Regions from separate parts of the Mus musculus genome. Here region 1 is linked to region 2. Evidence: chromatin contacts called from public ChIA-PET data. All regions are on one chromosome and are shown on one strand. The core of a region is the stretch at or near the end of the contact, and the rest is flanking DNA. Distances in the headings are between cores, read along the strand shown. Region 1 overlaps Mosmo (modulator of smoothened). Region 2 overlaps Rexo5 (RNA exonuclease 5).

Region 1 (3,192 bases), core at 24-2,523, 900 kb before region 2:
TGTAGACACAAGGTGATGAAACCATGTACAACCTTATAATAAACAGAAATGAGTACAAATGTAATTGAGGAGCTCAGAATGGACTCTGTGGAATCAGGTATCAACTGGACATGATAGCTCACACCTGTAATTCTAGCACGTGGACGCTGAGGCAGGAGGATTACCAAGTGCCAGCTTGGGCTATTTAGTGAGTTCCAGGATAGCCTGAATACCCTATCTCAAAAAGTAAGTAAACAAAATTCACTGTCAATAGTGTTCCTAAGAGTATAGATTTTTACAAAAACGCTACTCAGGCTGAAATCCCTGCTCATCCCCTGTACAGCTAGGAAATCCCCGTCTCCTTTCCCCAACCTGGCCAGCACTGTGAAAACTCCCTTGTCTGCTTGAAGAAAACTCCGGGCTAACATGTCCCCGTTTCCGGTAACCCACCCAAGAGTGCCCGCCCAGGAGCTCAGATTTTGATCATGTATGGGCATAATCCCGGGTCCTAGTAGGAACTTCATCACACCTCACCTAAACTCTACAAAAACCCTTGCTTTAGCCTGGATGTGTGACTTCACTGAGCTCCACCTGTGAGACCAGTGAACCCATCTGAGAGCTGCCCCTAATAAACCTACCTTTCTCTACTTTTAATCTGATCTAATCTGGCCTATGTCTGTGTCGCTGAGAGAGAGAAAAAGCCTATCAGTTATCACTATGTCTGGTAGAGAAATGAGCCTGTTCAATCAAATAAACATTATACAAAACCCAACAACAAACCAAAACAAAAGGGACTTGGAAGACTGAGACAGGAGGATAATCAAAAGCTTGAGGCCAACCTGGGCTACATGGCAAGACCCTGTCACAAACAAACAAACAAACAAACACTCCAAATAAACCCACACTAGTATGTTTAATGGAGAGAGACTAAACATTTTCCTTCTCAGATAAAGAGTAAAACAAAAGATGTTTGTACTGTAAGTTCTAGCCAGAACAGTCAAGAAAGGAAATTAAATCCTTCAGAATACTACCAGAAGTAATAAATTCTGTAGGAAGTAAGGTCAACATACAAAAATACATTCTTGTATATTAGTAATTAATTTAATATGCCATAACTCAAGAAAGTAAATATACTGACTGTTATAAATGTTTTTATAATAGTAGCTCCTCCAAACCACAACACAACAACAAAACATGCAGGTGTAAACTTGACCAACTCAGTAGTAAGTTCTCACTTCTGTCAGGCGTGTGAGGCCGCGTCGTGCTGAACAAACCAAGTCAGCAGTTCTTAGAGTCATCAGAGAATTGGGGCTACAGGGCAAACCACTGATGACGCACTGTGTGTGTGTGTGTGTGTGTGTCTGTGTGTATGTGGCTATTTTATTGGGTTTTTATACTTCTACCCTTCCAACCCCCCAACACTAGGTAAGAAAGAAAGATAGAGGCAAAAGGGATGTAGACCTCTTTAGACTACTTCCTGCTGATTAGGGATGTCAGGTTCCCTGTGAACAACTCTGAGAGCTGGAAATTCTAAGAGGCGATCTGGGTGGGAGGAGCCACTTTCTGGAGGTTGTCTCTAGGAACCTTATTGGTTTCTAGCTCACAATAATGATCAAGAGGCTGCCTCATGCAGACAACTGGTAAAAGAGCAAACTATCTGTTTTGAAATAAGCCCAGAACATCTGTTCTTTAATAAAAAATGTGGCTGAAAAGAAACCATTTCACCAGAACCCAAGCAGACATCTCAAAAAAGAAAGTACTTTTCTCACCTTAACCAAATATCCAATCCTTCTGGCTTCCTGTCTCAGAGGAGAAAGAACCAAGAAGCCCCTGAAAGGGCCACAACCCAGAATGCAGACATTAAGACTGGACCTAATCCCAGGGCCACAGTGGTTTGCATTCATTGTACACCTTTCCGTCTCATCACAGGGCTCCTACAAGCTGCAACTCAGAGAACAGCAGGCCTCAGGCTTTACTTAAATCTCTAGCAGCTAAGGGAAGGCCGCTATTGCAGAGGATCAGAGTTTAGTTTGCAGCCTCCATGTCATGCAGCTCTCAATGGCAGCTCTGTTAACTGCAGCTCTGAGAATCAAACACCCTCTTCTGGCCACTCACACACACATGAGCACAAACACAGACACAGTTCAAAACAAACAAACAAAAGAGCTTTTAAAAAGCCTTTAAAACTTACCACAGAAATGGAGAAGAACAAAGTCTAAACATATGCGACTCATACTCAAACTATAGGAAACAAAAAAGAAACTGGCAGCTTCATACACTACTTACAGGCAAGTAAAAGAGTGATTGGAACCACAGTGAACAGCTAGCTGATCCAGAAACCCTCCACACTACTCAGCATCACTACTAGGTATATATGCATATAAAAACTCTGTCTACATGAAAATGTGTATGGATATGAATGTTCATATCAGGATTGTTTATGATGACCACAAATGGTGGAAACAACCCAAATATCCATTAACAACCAGGTGCCAGTTAGAGTGAGAAAAGTGTATCCCTGAGTAGCGACAAAAGGGATGGGACTTTGATGCACACTACCCACCATATGGATACTGCTTGAATGCTATGCAGAAATGCCAGTGATAAAAGACCACAGATTAGGATTCCATTTATACAAACCATGTAGGACAGGACAAGAGAAATAGAAAGTAGATTAAATAGCTCCCTAGAAGTAGGGCTGGGGTAGGTGGGGTGAGGGTACAAGGGCTTCTTTTTGAGATAATGACAATGCTCTATAACTGGTTACATCTAGATTGATGGTGGATGTCCAGCTGTGAACATACAAACTGGAGACCATCACACTAATCATTTAAGGTATGAATGTATCTCAGGGAATCTGCTTACACTAGACAACACTCCTCACAGTCCAGTCCCTGTTTCTTACTGCATGCCAGTCACCCGATGCCAGACTTCCTTCACACTGCAGTTCTCCAGCATCCAAGCTTCCAAGTTTTCTAAGTGAAAATGTGTGTGTTGGGGGCAGGGAAGGGGCACCTCTCTGAGGTCTGGCATCCAGATTTCTTCCTACTTGGGACAATCTTATATCCCTTCTTTCTTTGGCCAAGTCCTACACAATCTTTAGATATTGCCTTATTGATGCATTTATCATTTATGTAGCAGCCAGACATGGTGAAGCATATCTATAATCCAGTACTTGGGAGGCAGAGGCAGGAGGATCTCTGAGTTTGAGAT
Region 2 (3,361 bases), core at 432-2,931:
AAGTCATACCTTCGACAGTCCTACGAAAACTTCTAGCTGATTTTTTCTTCTGCAGCCCAATGATATCAAATAGAAAACTAGATGTTGGAGAAGGCAAGCTGAATTTCTGCAAAATATATTAATAAATCTTTTCATAAATGCTTGAAAACAGACAAAATACTCTTAAAGGTCTAGACTTTCACTGTTGCTTCAGACCTTCATAAAAGTCTAGGCTTTAATAGTTTGTAACTGTACAATGAGAACTATTTCCTTAACATGAAAGAGAGTAAGAAAATAAGAGAACCACATTTACTCCAAAAATCACTACCTGCAAAGTGTTCCTCTCACTCTACACTGTAAAAAGGAAACATTAGGTAAATTTACAACTTAAATGTTTTCAGGGACTTCTATTTCTTTCTTTCACTAGACAGCATACCAGGTAGTCAGGACAGATGATTTAGCAGAGTGGAATAGGTGGAAAGTTCTGGTTACAGGCTCATCTGGGCTAAAATTCCAAATCTACAGTTTATTAGCCCTTAACTTTAGTGAGTTACTCCTTTCTTAAAAATAAAATAAATCAAATAAGTTGTCTCTTAAAGGACAACAGTGGTCATTAAAGATGATGAACATGGTATGATTACTAAAGGGTTCATCATAGAAAAAGTACTCAGTAAAGTGGAAGCAGAGACCAAAGCAAGAGAGCCAGGACCAAAGTAGATTAAGTCTTGCTCATGGACCCAAATGCCTTCAGGATAGATGGACAAACAGGACAGTGGGAAATAGAATAGGCTATGCGGCAAAAGAGCGCATGCCTCTTTTCTAGACGGCAGCTACTAGTAAGCTCCAGATAGTACTATAATGATAGTATTATAATGGTACCTTTAATCCCAGCACTCGGGAGGCAGAGGCAGGCAGATTTCTGAGTTCGAGGCCAGCCTGGTCTACAGAGTGAGTTCCAAGAGGGCTACATAGAGAAACCCTGTCTCGAAAAACAAAAACAAAACAAAACAAAACAAACAAAAAAAAAAAAACCACAAAAAAATTGTTTTCATAGATTCGTTTTTTTGTTTGTTTTAAAGCAAGGTCTGGTCATATAGGTCATGTTGGATTCAAATTCAAACAGGTTCTTGTACCCATGCTAGATTCACATCCTTCTTCCTCAGCCTTCCAGGTGTTAAAATTATGTACCACCACATCCTATATTATGCTTTAAGAGGTACAAAATAGATTTTATGGGAATTTTGCTATTTATAAAATTTCTGTATTACAAATAAAATAGAATCAACCTAGAAGCTATATACTATACCTGGAGAATAACTGGTTTGCTAGATAACCAAAGAAGACCACTGTCAAATTCTAATCTAAATAGGGCTCTTAGTACTTTTGCTGTCTATGTAAACTTCTTGCTGATTGTTTAACTAGGTTGTTGAGAAATATATTCTCAGATGATGCCCCAGTCTCAGGATAGGAGGCTCTAACTTAGCCCCTAATACAAATTTTTCTTATCTTACATGTCTGAATGTCTTTCGGAGAAATCTGAATTCCAAATAGAACCTGTAGAAATGTAGCTGACTCATTCCCTTCAGAATAAAAACCACCACGTTGTTTAGTTGTTTTTGGTGTGAAAGCTGGCACCAGCTGTTGGAAAAAAAAAAAAAAATCAAACCGACATGGCTATAGGCATACAGAAGAAAAGCATGAAAGGGTGACTAACAGCTAATGAAACCTTTCATCAACCACTAACTTCCTGTAACTGGAAGACAGCCTTTACTTCAAAGAACTTAAATAAAATTCTTTGTAATAAATATTTGTTATATTCAAATCAAATGTCAATTGACACTTTTGTGTGTGACAGGATGGAATTAGAAAACAATTTGTGGCATATGGTTCTCTTCTTCTCCCTAAAAATTTATCTTAAATCAGAACTCTGATTTTACAAAGGTTGATTTCTAACATGTTCTGTAACTCTTCCTAAATCAGCACATCAAATGAGGGCTGGTTTCAGTCTAATGACAGGCTGGCGTTCACTCGTTCCTTTGTTCTTTCATTGAGACTGGGTCTTATTACATAGTCCTGGCTGTCCTGGAACTCGCTATATAATCAAGCTAGCCTCAAACTCAGAGATCTGCCTGCCTCAGCCTCCTAAGTGCTGAGATTAAAGGCATGCACCATTATGCCCCACCAGATGGCAGTATTTCTTGCTAAAGAAGATGGGTCTAAGAAATCTAGACAATTTATAATAACCAGGGAGGGTACAGGTAAGGGTGGGGAAGGCTTTGCATCTAAAACTCTTGATGGGTATTGTGATGGGTAGTTTTATGTCAACTTGACACAAACTAGAGTCATCTAAAAGGAAGGAACTTAAAATGGGAAAATTCTTCCATAGGATCTAGCTGTAAGACATTTTCTTAATTAGTGATTCATGGAGGAGGGTCCAGCTTATTGTGGGTGGTACCATCCCTAGGCCAATTGTCCCGTGTTCTATAAGAAAACAGTTGAGCAAGCCATGATGAGCAAGCAGTAAGCAGCACCTCTCCATAGCTTTTGCATCAGCTCCTGCCTCCCTGTTTGAGTTCCCATCCTGACTTTCTTCAATGATGGTCTATGATATGGAAGTATAAGCCAAATAAGCCCTTGCCTCATCAAGTTACTTTGGTGATGATTTTTGCATCATAGCAATAGAAACCATAACTAAGACAGACATAATTTAATTTTCACATCACTAATATCACTGAAAGCATTCAAATATTACCATCTCTTTGTTCTTTATAAGAAAAGTAAAAGACTAACCAGAATTATTAAGATAACATTATGTGATCTCTATCAAATTCACACCAGGGGAAGCAAATTACAGTATCTGTAATAGCCAGAGAGATATAATGAATAAAGTATGCCAGGTAGGACACTAGAGTACACACACCCTTATCTAAAAACTGCTACATCTCTGTCACCTTTGACAAAGATGCTGACTGGTGAGAAAACAGAGAGATGGTTGCTAAATTTTTAAGTTTTTTGAAGAAATCACCAATCTGGATTTTTATACACAAATTGCAAACTATATCTGTCTATCTGTCTATCTATCTGTTTGTATCCACCATCTATCTACCATCTATATCTATGTCAACAACCTACGAATAGACCTCTAGAAACCAGTGTGAAACCTCTGATTTATGAATAGTTTATCTCATACCTGGGTTTAGGAACAGCAGATTTACCCAGAACTGCATACTTCAGCAACTCACACAGCTGTCTATGGGTTACTTCACAGTTGTCAGTAAATAAAATGGTAGATAAGCGAGCTTTCTACAAAGACAAATTAGAATACAGCAAGCTATAATGCTCAGGAATGGCAAAAAAGCAATTATCAAGTTTCTGATAATTT

Evidence for each region. ChIA-PET counts read pairs in DNA pulled down with a chosen protein or histone mark.
Region 1: an RNA polymerase II ChIA-PET map of effector CD8 T cells shows a contact between it and region 2, with 8 times the contacts expected there. The contact joins two enhancer-like sites. A contact is called at or near these places in 4 of 39 promoter capture datasets (the HPC-7 cell line, cranial neural crest, maxillary cranial neural crest and 1 more) and 4 of 115 datasets of contacts at active chromatin or transcription factors (bone marrow-derived macrophages, effector CD8 T cells, large pre-B cells and 1 more).

What each region holds. Positions count from the first base shown.
Region 1 is chr7:120,697,977-120,701,168 of GRCm38.p6, reverse strand. The region is part of intron 1 of Mosmo (modulator of smoothened); the gene reads right to left. Among named protein-coding and RNA genes, the nearest start is that of Gm51495, 7.7 kb to the right of the region's middle. Within about 2 kb of position 1,273, at least 36 of the 459 cell types and tissues checked have an H3K27ac peak or open chromatin away from gene starts, as enhancers often do. A contact at or near this core is called in effector CD8 T cells, where this site is marked.
Region 2 is chr7:119,799,486-119,802,846 of GRCm38.p6, reverse strand. It overlaps Rexo5 (RNA exonuclease 5), which reads right to left. Exons shown (of 20, transcript NM_001370778.1): 3 at 3,170-3,282; 4 at 1,491-1,617; 5 at 10-106. Among named protein-coding and RNA genes, the nearest start is that of Rexo5, 7.0 kb to the right of the region's middle. Within about 2 kb of position 1,681, at least 14 of the 459 cell types and tissues checked have an H3K27ac peak or open chromatin away from gene starts, as enhancers often do. A contact at or near this core is called in effector CD8 T cells, where this site is marked.